Regions from separate parts of the Mus musculus genome. Here regions 2 and 3 are each linked to region 1. The links are chromatin contacts, called in public ChIA-PET and HiChIP or PLAC-seq maps. All regions are on one chromosome and are shown on one strand. Each heading gives the region's core, a stretch centred on a gene start, on an enhancer-like site or on the middle of the called end of the contact. The rest is flanking DNA. Distances are from core to core; before and after follow the strand shown. Region 1 holds the start of H1f2 (H1.2 linker histone, cluster member). Region 2 has its middle 31 kb from the start of Ripor2. Region 3 overlaps Cmah (cytidine monophospho-N-acetylneuraminic acid hydroxylase).

Region 1 (3,689 bases), core at 891-3,390:
TGGGGTGGGGTGGGGGTGGTCTGACAGCAACAAAAATAACAAAAAGGTTGTGAGAATTAGTTATTTCCTATTATAAGTTTACCAAACAATATTTGAATCATTGCTACGTACCAAGTATCCTCCACATTGACGATAGCACCGAGAAGAGTTTGTCTAATTCTACCTTAGAAACTACAAAAAAAGACGCAGAAAGTTGAGATTCAGGTTATTCGAGGAATTTAACCTATGACAAACATGAAATAAAAGCTGGGAAGAATCGAGAGAGTCGGTCCCGAGGGCATGGAATTGGGAAGATGGGTCTATTTATCATGCTCTGTACTAAAACAGCTGTTCGCTCATTTAAAGTGAGGGCTCAAAACACTGGGAGAAAACGGATTTTTACTTTCTGATCTGGCTTTCCCACGTTAAACACTTAGGTCACTGAAATCAACACTGGATCCACTGAACAAATTTCTGGTTTAGGTCTCCAAAAAGCACGTTTCACATCTCACTATAGGGTACACCAGAAATATGATCCAGGCTGCAACAAATCAGCAATCTGAATCTCTCAAAGACTGTGGGTATGAAAGAGTCCAACAGTGAATGAAAACTAAACGCTTTTTATTAGAAGCATACACTTTCAACAGATAGCCAATTTAACATTTTGGATTGTACAAAGCATTACCAAGAAACCTCAGTATTCATACAAGGTCAATCTTCAGTGACGACACACACGTATAAAGCAAGCGCTTCGGGAAGCTGAGGCAAAACAAAGTTAATCTACAACTATGCTGATCAAAATAAGGCAAAGCAAGTGTAATTGGTAATGGTAAAAAACTTGAAAAAAAAATGGCTGACAAAAGGTTGTGACGCAGTTCAACCCACAACTCCATCGCTGTGGCAAACAAACCGAAAGTACGAGAAGCAATCGTCTCAGTCCCGAGTCCAACTTAACTGTGCAGGCTAGTCGTTCCGGCAGCTACCCCATGTCTTTAATATTAAGGAAGGCAGTTCGTTGGCGCCAGCACCCCACCTTCTCCCAAACTTCCAGGCTAACCCCCACAAGAGGCTGAGCATAGAAGCCACCTACAAGCCCCGGATGCGTTTCTCCAGGCAGGAAGCTCAAACTTCGGGATGGCGCCCAATCAAACGAAGAACTAGAGTCCTGGGCCGGAGTGAGCCAACCCACAAGCAGGGCGGAACTTTCAAATCACCTTGCAGTCCAATACGAACTAGCGCCGAGGGTTGCTTTCTGCTGCTGACAGCCGTGGGAGGGTGTTCCAGCCCATAGCACTTCCTGAGCAGCCCAGCACAAACAAGTCTAGGTGGGACACGCAACCCCACCCATCCCACCGGGGGAGCGAGTGCTGCCGGGATCGAGTCCCTTGCAACCTTGCTTCATTAATCACACAAATGTCACAGCTCTTAAGTGGGAGTGGTGGCTCTGAAAAGAGCCTTTTGGATTGTTAGGGGAGGCAGCCTACTTTTTCTTGGCTGCAACCTTCTTGGCCTTGGCAACCTTGGGCTTGGCAGCCTTTGGCTTTACGGCTTTAGACGCGCTCTTGACCTTCTTGGGCTTGGTGACCTTCGCCTTCTTTGGGCTCTTGGCCACTTTCTTGGTCACAGCCGCCGCCGCGGGCTTCTTCGCCTTCTTCGGGGTCTTCTTGGCCGCCTTTTTGGGTGTGGCAGCACCAGTCGCCTTCTTAGGCTTCTTGGCTGCTCCCGCGGGCTTCTTCGCCTTGGCCGCGCCTGCCTTCTTAGCCTGGGGTTTGGCCTCGCCAGAAGCCGCCTTCTTGTTGAGTTTGAAGGAGCCGGAGGCACCGGTGCCCTTGGTTTGCACCAGGATGCCCTTGCTCACCAGGCTCTTCAGGCCGAGCTTGATGCGGCTGTTGTTCTTCTCCACATCGTACCCCGCGGCCGCCAGCGCCTTCTTGAGCGCAGCCAGGGACACGCCGCTGCGCTCCTTGGAGGCGGCCACAGCCTTGGTGATGAGCTCGGACACCGGGGGTCCGGACGCCTTACGGCGCACCCCGGCGGGCTTCTTGGCGGCCTTCTTTTTGGCAGGCGCCTTCTCCGCAGGGGGCGCGGCAGCGGGGGCAGCAGGAGCAGCCTCAGACATGATGAGTCTCTGGAAGTCAGGAACTAGTGGCAGTACGCCGATAGAGTAGCGCGGGCCCGGCGCTGTATATATAGAGCGCAGGCGCGCGCTGATTGGTGCTCCAGCGGCCTGCCTGGCAAGCTCTGAGCAGCCGCGCTGCGCCCAACTTGTGTTTGTTACACTTCACAAAAAGGAGAAAATATTAAAATATCTTGCACCAAATCTCTCGAGTTTGGTCGGTAAAGGATCCGAGAAGTCTCAGGCTTCAGGATATATGTTTATTTTTTCCTCATCCCTAAAGACAACGCGCCTAGGAGTCCCTAATTCCCCCAACTCCAAAGGAAGTCCGGGGTAGATAGAGACCACTTTCTGTTTTTCTTCTAAATTACCTGGTCGCTCCTTTGCCCTTGAAAGTTCTTTTTCTCAGGGATTATAGAGCACATCCTTCCCTTAATTTAGGGACAAAAATGAAACGATTTCCGCCTAAATTTTCACAATTATTCTGTTTCTTCGCAAGGGAAGTAACACAAGTCCTTAGTGACTTCTGATTACAGACCCACCACAACTATGGACTAGGACTGGGATTTCCAGTATAAAACACTTGGGGTAAATTGAGAGGGGGTTCATAGGCCTTGGGGGTGTATAATGTGGTGGGGGGGGTTAGGACTTAAATATCTGATTTAAAGACACTGACTTTAAAATGCTTTACATTGGTGGGGGCGGGGCACCCCATTGACTTCTATAAAGGGAGACCTTGGGCTATATTTTTAAAGCTCCTGGTTCCCCTCTGAGTTTTGCAAGGTAGGGGTCTAGCTCTGAAGAATAAAGATAATAAGAAGGGAAAGGAACCCTAAAAGTCTATATGAGCCCTCCTCTCCCCCAAATGCCAAATTAGAGTCTTTGAAAGATCTGTTTTTAAAGTGATGAGGATTTAGTTGCTTATTTGGCAGCAATACAGATATAAGTTTCAGTGCACGGGAATTCTAATCTAGAAAATAGTTTGTCTTAGTACAGGAGGACCTTCTAGACTTGGAGACTATGAGATGCAGATGTCAGTAAACTTACTGGCTTTCCAAAGGTTACCTTTGGCATAGATTTGAACAAGCTAAATATTTGAAATAGAAAATGTAACCAATTTTACCAATAAGATAAGAGACAAGATAAGTACAAATTATCATGTCATCTATAGTGGACAGCTGTATGTCATCTCTTCTCAGTTCCTCGGAATATGGCAATCTGCATTCTAGTCAACTTTGCTTTGTTAGCTTAAGGTTTTCAGCTTCATATTTCAATAACTACAACATGGTTTTGTTGTTAGAGAAAATACAAGATAAACTCTCTGCTAGTATAATTAATACATGGGGCAAAGGAAGTTCCCCTAATTTTATCAGAAATCTCTGTTTAAGTATATGTCTACATAAAAACATGTGATGAGTTTGTCAGCACTAAAGCGTGGTAAAGTCCCAAGGTTATACAAATTGAGTTCAGGGATGTTTGTGAAACAAAGCATATTTTATAAGACTGAGAATGGCCGCGTGGTTTCACGTAATAACCTTAGTTTAGCACTTGCAAGCAGCATCTCCTAGGCTTGTGTCCTCTGGGAATTAACAGC
Region 2 (3,689 bases), core at 547-3,046, 870 kb before region 1:
AGTGGCCCAGGAAGCAGAGAGGAAGGGACAGGGAGAGGGGAAGGAGAGAGATTCAGGAGTGTGCTTGTTTCTGTTGAACACTCGACAAAAGTAGCCCTAAGGGAGGAAGGATCATTATGCATGCAGGCCATCATCTCCAGGAAGTCAAGGCTGGACTTCACAGCCACTGCGAAGAGCAAAGAGAGAATGAGGGCATGTATGCTTGCTTTTGTTCAGGCTTCTTCCTCTCCACCTGTACACAGTCCAAGACTCAAACCAAAGGAACAGCTCCTCCTATAGCGGTGGGCCTTCCCACCTAACTTAACACAATCAGGAAGAAACGTCACAGGCATGACCATGGGCCAACCCGATCTAGACAGCGCTGCATTGGGGCTCTCTTCCCAGGTGATTCTAGACTGTGACAGGTTGAGGACCCAAACTGACATTATTTATTTATTTTATGTTTTTCATTTTTTTCCTGTGGTGAGTGTGTGTGTACATGTTTGGAAACCTAAATTTGATGTTAGAAATCTTCCACTTTTTCTTGTAAGCTAGCATCTCTCAGTTACATGGTTAGTCTCTCTAGCCACCTTTCCCTGGGGATCCCACGTGTTTGCCTTTTCAGGTCGGAAACCCAGTTGCGAGGGTTTAGGGAGCTGTACGCTGGCCCCCATGCTTGCGTGGTAAGCATTTTAGCTGCTCAGAACCATATCCCCAACCCACAGTGCTAATCACTCTTATTTTGCAATACACTTTTTATCATACTTGACATATTGCAATTATGTATTTTATGGAGTGCACAGTGACATTTAAATACATGTATCCAACGTGCAGTGATCAGATTGAAGTAATTGCCCTTTATCGTCTCAGACATTCGTCACTTCTTTGTGCAGAGGGAGCTGTGACTAAGAAGGAAGGGGTACATCTGAAAGGGAAAGTGAAGCCCAAGTTTCTCAGTGAGGCAGACAGCAGTAAAAGCAGTTTAAGAGGAGAATAACATAATTTGCTTCCAATCAATGTGAGGATGCACCTCAGTCACTTGGACCAAAGGCTGATTGGTCACACGTGGGCTAAGTCTCACTGTAGACCTTCACATAAGCTCAGGGATGGGCAACATTTGGGTACTCTATATTCTTCCTGTTATGTAAGTCTGATGGCAATTGTGCAAGGCCTGCTTCTTGCCCTGAGAAACTGCTTCCTTCTTGCATTCACTCATTCATTCATTCATTCATTCACTCATTCATTCATTCATTCATTTGAAAAATAATAATGATCTATCTACCAGAGCTTAGGTGCAGTGGGAAGCTCTGAGGTAAAAGTATTTGTGCTTAGTGTATCTATGCATGACAAGGAATATTAACAAAAGGTTATTATCTTTTGGTATGAAGAATTAGGTTGCAATAATCTCAGTCTGTAATTTGTGTATATTTTGTGCATGTGTGTGTATATGTGTGTACATGTGTTTTGCCTGCATTATGTATAAATACCATTTGCATGCCTGGTACCTATGGAGATCAGAAGAGGGCATCAGATTCCCTGGAACTGGACTTAAGGATGGTTGTAAATTTCCATGTGGCTGCAGGGAGTCAAACCCAGGTCCTCTACAAGAGCAGCCAGTGCTCTTAACTGCTGAGCCATCTCTTCAGCAATTTTTTCAACAATTTTTTTTTTCAGATTTACCAACTTAAGAACAGGGGAGAGAAGATGAACTAAATAGATGTAAAAGAAGTAGAAAGAAGAACAAGGTAGGAGAGAGGAACTGAAACTGTGGAGTAGCTGGAATCACGGGGGAATACTGAAAAGATTGCAAAGCTAGAAATAACCTTTTCGTTGGGCGACTTTGCCAGCAAAAATACACATAAGATGTGTCTAATTGCAAAGTGCTGTGACCACAAGATCATGGCCACCAACAGTACGGCTGTCCCAGTGATTCAAAGAGATGATAACAGCCCTCTCCAGGCCTTTCAGGCTTCTTGCATATTGTTCCAACTTCAGGGTATCTGGACTTTCAGCAGATTAGAGCATCAATAATTGTGAAGAGTTTGGAATGTAGCAGGTCCAGAGTCAAATTATCTTGGGCCATCTTCAGTCCTCTTAATAGCCATTTGTTGCCCGTCTCTCTTCCTGACCTAGAGACTTTGTGAGCACTAGGAGAATCATTGGAAGGTATACGAAGCACTTGTTTTCCTTAGGAAAGTATTAACTGAGCAGATCTTTGGCTTCTCCCAGTCCAAAAGCTGAGTCATCACATAGTATGTGAGGCTGGGGCTGAGGCTTCTCCACTTGGTTGTCAACCTGTCTCCATGACGATTGATCCCACCAAAGACTTCAAAGCATCTTGATGTATATCCTTTATTCTGCTACTATAAAAACTTCATGATATTGCTTTCACATTGTATATGCAGTTTGGGGGAACCCAAGTCTCTGTTGCCAGGCCATGATCACCCATATTTTCTCCTGAATATACTTTCTTCCTTCCTTTTTCTTTTTTGGTCAACAATGGATTTTCTTCAGTAAGATTACAAGGCGATTGCTCATTGAACAAATCTATTTGTTCCCTAGAAAGGAGAACAACCCATAAAGCCCCTCAGGAAAGACTGACATTGGGTATGGTCTGTGACCTCAGAGCTGTGGGCTCAGGGTTTGATTGCTTGGAGTGAGTGGTTAGCGACTTTTTGTTTGTGGGTTTTTTGGGGGGGGGGGTGCAGGGGAAGTTGTTTTATTTTGTTTTGATACATTGTTTCCCCGTGCCAGCCTGGTCTACAGAGTGAGCTCCAGGACAGCCAGGACTACAGAGAAACCCTGTCTCGAAAAACCAAAACCAAACCAAACCAAAAAACAAACAAACACAACAACAACAACAAAACCAAACAAACCAACAACAATAATAACAAAAACAAGACAGTTACAGATATTACTGCAGCCCTTACACTGGGCAGGAAGATGCCCAGTGCGCTCTGCAGGCCAGAAAGCAACATCAGGAGCCCTGAAGACATGAGGGTCTGCAGATTTGGGCTTAGTAACTTCATTTCTGCCCACAGATTGAACATCCATAATTGAAAAATCACAGATCTGAAATCTCCCCAAACCCCAAACTTCCTCCACTGAGAAGCAAAGACACAAGAATTCAGAATTAAGGACTTGAACATAATAATACTTTGAAAACTCTAATTTTTGTTTCCATGTATGTATTTGCTTGTGCAGGGGCAGGTAAGGTATGGGTGGTGGGAGGGGATCACAGTGTTTGCATGAAGGTCAAAGGGCAACTGTCAGAGTTGGTTCTCTCCTTCCACCACGTGGGGCCTGGGGATGATGCCCAGGCCCTCACTGTAGGCAGCAAGCACTGTTATCTCTTAAGCCACTTCACCAGCGCAAGGAAACATCTTCCTTGTGTGACTTGTGTGGCCTTTCTTCAATATTTGCATCTTACTGACCTCTCAGTCACTAAGTGACATGCTGAGGACAGAACAATAACTTGAAGGAAACTTTTTTTCAAAGATTCCAAAGAAGGGCCTTGAAAGGTGGTGCGGCAGTTAAGGTCATCCTGCTCGAACACGCGGGAGGACCCAGGTTTGGTCCCCAGCACCCACACTGAGTGGTTCACCTTGTAGTTCCAGCTCCAGGAGATCCAACACTCTGTCTTGGCTTCCCAAAGCACTGCTCACCTATAGCACTCTCTCTCTCTCTCTCTCTCTCTCTCTCTCACACAC
Region 3 (3,689 bases), core at 846-3,345, 660 kb before region 1:
AGGAGCTCCTGTAGTACCAGAAACTTATCCCAAGGGAGAATGCTTCTTGGGGCCTGCCACTGGGTTTCTAGATGGATTTTTGAAGATGTTCCAAGCCTTCTACTAAGAAATCTCCCCTAGACTGATGGACAGTGCTGGACAGAGTTGGTGAACAAGACTGATGACAGAGTACCTAAGGACTGGGTAGATTAGAATGGCATGCCGTGGCTAACTAAAAGTGTAAAAATTGCATCTTAACCTTAAAGTCTTGGGGCTGGAAAACCTCCTCACAGGTTGGTGTGGTTAGAGAGAGTTTGTATCTGGGAGGAGAGGGTAATCATAGAGACCTATCAAGAAAAAGCTTCAGACGAGGTCTAAGAGAGTGAACAAATTCTCCGTTCTGGTTGCCCGCAAAAGGACTCACTTAAATCTGTTATCAAAATATGATTTTTTAAATTTAGATGTTTTGCTTTTTAAAGAATTTTATACATGAGTACTATATTTACATTATTTCTACCTCTCCTTCTGCCCCCTCCAAGTTCTCCCTTACTTCTCCTTACTCCCTCCCAAATTCATGATCCTTGTTTATTATTGTTACATAGACAGATATAGATTATACACCCAATATATACACGTATTTAGGGCTGACCACTTCAGATTAGAAAACCTATCAGGGAGATCATCCCTGGAGAGATAAATTCTTCTGCTCTCTGCAGCCACTATTGCCTGTAGTTCTTCTCCTAGGGGTGGAGCCCTGGGAAATTCCATATCTGTGCTAGCATGTCACCTGGTGCTGTCCTTATGCAAGTCTTCATTAGACAACCATATTGATAAGATTTCATAGATACCACTTCTCGATCTTGTCAAGGAGATCTTGCTGCAAGTGTCCTGGACCTCTGGCTCTTGCAATCTTTCTGCCTGCTCCTTCCATGATGTTCTCTAAGCCGTAGTTATCAGGTTTGCATTGTAGATGCACAGATTGGGATGGGCATCTTAGTACCATTTATTCTTTGCCTTTTGACCAACTTGCAGATCTCCATAATAGTCTCCATCTGCTACTAAAAAGAAGCTACTCTGATTAGGCAGGAGAGCTATACTTAACCTGTAACTTTCATGATTTTTTTTTTTAATGGAGAAGATGTATATTTTGTTTCTTCTTGTTCTGCAAGCCTCTTGCTTTGCATAAAAGAGCAGCAGCCAGTGCAACATATTGTGAGCTTAAGGCAGTAGTCCTTCATATCACACTGTATAGCATACAATTTATTCCACTCCCAGACATTTTCTTTTTTTTAAAAAAAGATTTATTTATATGAGTACACTGTCACTGTCTTCAGACACACCAGAAGAGGGCATCAGATCCCATTACAGATGGTTGTGAGCCACCATGTGGTTGCTGGGAATTGAACTCAGGACCTCTGGCAGAGCAGTCAGTGCTCTTAACCCCTGAGCCATCTCTCCAGCCCAACCCAGACATTTTCAATGGGAAGATTGTTAAGTCTTTTGACATAAACCCAGGGGTAGACATAGACAAGTTACAATATTATATGTGTTGGGAGCAGCCTTTAATCCTAGAACTTAGGAGGTAGGGGCATATGGGTTTCTATAAATTCAAGGCTCTTTCTCAAACAAAAGCAAAAAACCTAACAAAACAAAACACCCCAAATTATGTGAGACTTATAATAACATTGCTATCCCAAAATACAGAATTCTTAGAAGCACTTTTTACTGTAGATAATACCTTGAATTCTGAATAACAAAGCCTAGTCCCTGGTCCAAAGACTGAGTCTAAGGCATGATCAAAAGAGAAGTGCATAATGTTTACCTGCACCCATTAGGAAGTTTGTTGGCACAACACACACACACACACACACACACATACACACACACACACACACACACACACGTATATATTGCTATTTCATTGAATTCTTCTATCTACCACTCTTTCAATCCTTATTACACTCTAACCCTTTCAACCCCACAGCACTGGGTAGGTCAGGCATGGATCTCCTTAGGCTGCTTCCTGCTAATTAGAGGCATCTGGTCTCTAGGGGCAAGACAGAGATCTTCCTTGTCAGAATATCAATGTCCAGAAACCCAACAATGGTAAACCAGCAATCTATTAAAAGCAACAGCAGGAAGCAGCAGCCACCACAGGCCCTTGGGGCTCTTCTGTTTATACCTTCTCCAGAGTCCTCAGAATTTAACTATCTGCAACTGGCAAGAATCATGCCCCTGGTAGTGCAAGAGGAAAGTCATAATCACCTGCTGTGACACAGCCTCTTATTCCACACCTGGGATTAAAACAAAAACATATTCACATAGCATAACTGAGTCTTTAAAGAAACCAGAATTCTCATTACAGAAGCTGTTTTTTTTTCCTAGCAATACTATTGAGAGGAGGTTACACACACACACACACACACACACACACACACATACACACACACATACACACAGAGAGAGAGAGAGAGAGAGAGAGAGAGGAGGGGAGGAAGGGAGGAAGGGAGGGAGGGGGAGGAACAGGGATGGGGAGGGGGAGAGGAGGAGGGAAAGAGAGGGGGGAGGAAGAGGAGGAGGGGGAGAAAGAGAGGGGAATGATAAAGATCATTTAGCCTGTCTATCCACTACTATTTGAAGGCAAGCATGCTGGAGCAAGTTACTTCACCCCATATATTTGAGGGTAGCATAGAAACTCCCCAATGGATTTTACACGTGCTCCCTTCAGCAATGAGTCAAGGGCCTCATGGCATCATCTTGATCATCTGACATAACAGATGCTCTGCAAACACTTCATTAACTACAGTTACTTCTCCCAGCAGAGGAGCATTCACTGGAAGCATTCACACTCTCTGAGCAGTAAACTCAACTTGCTTTTCAATGTGTCCCAACTTCGGGCAGACTATGTAAGCATCTTCCAGTGACTGCTGTACAACGTTGCTGCTTCCCACCCACTATTACAATAACATTTTCTGTTGTCATCTGTTCATGGCCACCCTGAGCTTTGCAGTGAGAAGACAGCACACCTGATGTGCAAGGTAACAGAGTTCTGTGCCCAGGGCCACCAGGAGTGTGGCAGGGCCAGCACCAGGACAGTCAGGCAGCAGTCAATGTCCACTCGCTTCTTGCTACCCACACAGACAGCAACAGGATCATAGGGGTTCTGTCACTTAGCTGTGCCACTGCTACCAAAATAGGACCTTTGACATTTAACCGACCATTTCAAAAATTAATTGCATGAGACACCTTGGTGGTACACTGTAGCCTCCCCTCCCCCAGCTTTAGGGTTCCTCTGTTTACACCTGGATGGAGCTTGCCTGCTCAATCGTTCTGCCACGCCCACTGCTGGAACCTGCCGCTTTGCTGTTTGGAGCCATCCACGTGGTCACCCTGCTACTGGTCCCCCAGACTATTTGGCGGGAATCGGCCCCCCCTTCCTCTCCTACATAACTGCGTGCTGATTTAGTAAAATTGAGCTTTGATCAGAGTTGCTTTTGACTTGGCTCCGTTCTTTCTTCTGTCCGTCTAGTTCCTCTCTTTCAGCCCGAGCTGCCATCTCAGTTGAACCGTTCGTTTCGAGCTGCTGGTTGGCCGCAACAGTACACGCCTTTAATCCCAGTACTATCTAACTGCAAAAGAAACTCACTGAAGTATCTAGAACATGCCCCAGATTTTGGGTTTTGTTTTTTTTTTTTTTTTTTTTTTGCCAC

What was found. ChIA-PET counts read pairs in DNA pulled down with a chosen protein or histone mark. HiChIP or PLAC-seq counts read pairs in DNA pulled down with a chosen protein or histone mark.
Region 2: a contact with region 1 is called in an H3K27ac HiChIP or PLAC-seq map of microglia, with 7 times the contacts expected there. The contact joins the enhancer-like site here to the promoter of H1f2 in region 1. A contact is called at or near these places in 1 of 484 Hi-C or Micro-C datasets (CD4 T cells) and 4 of 115 datasets of contacts at active chromatin or transcription factors (T-cell acute lymphoblastic leukemia, effector CD8 T cells, memory CD8 T cells and 1 more).
Region 3: an RNA polymerase II ChIA-PET map of memory CD8 T cells shows a contact between it and region 1, with 7 read pairs. The contact joins the enhancer-like site here to the promoter of H1f2 in region 1. A contact is called at or near these places in 2 of 39 promoter capture datasets (the C10 cell line and pre-B cells), 1 of 484 Hi-C or Micro-C datasets (pre-B cells) and 3 of 115 datasets of contacts at active chromatin or transcription factors (effector CD8 T cells, memory CD8 T cells and pro-B cells).

What each region holds. Positions count from the first base shown.
Region 1 is chr13:23,737,258-23,740,946 of GRCm38.p6, reverse strand. It overlaps H1f2 (H1.2 linker histone, cluster member), which reads right to left and starts at 2,140. Exons shown (of 1, transcript NM_015786.3): 1 at 1,416-2,140. The coding sequence starts at 2,098. The coding sequence ends at 1,460.
Region 2 is chr13:24,606,283-24,609,971 of GRCm38.p6, reverse strand. It overlaps a transcript of Ripor2 not described here. Among named protein-coding and RNA genes, the nearest start is that of Ripor2, 31 kb to the left of the region's middle. Within about 2 kb of position 1,796, at least 6 of the 459 cell types and tissues checked have an H3K27ac peak or open chromatin away from gene starts, as enhancers often do. A contact at or near this core is called in microglia, where this site is marked.
Region 3 is chr13:24,401,662-24,405,350 of GRCm38.p6, reverse strand. The region is part of intron 2 of Cmah (cytidine monophospho-N-acetylneuraminic acid hydroxylase); the gene reads right to left. Among named protein-coding and RNA genes, the nearest start is that of Gm11342, 28 kb to the right of the region's middle. Within about 2 kb of position 2,095, at least 35 of the 459 cell types and tissues checked have an H3K27ac peak or open chromatin away from gene starts, as enhancers often do. A contact at or near this core is called in memory CD8 T cells, pre-B cells and pro-B cells, where this site is marked.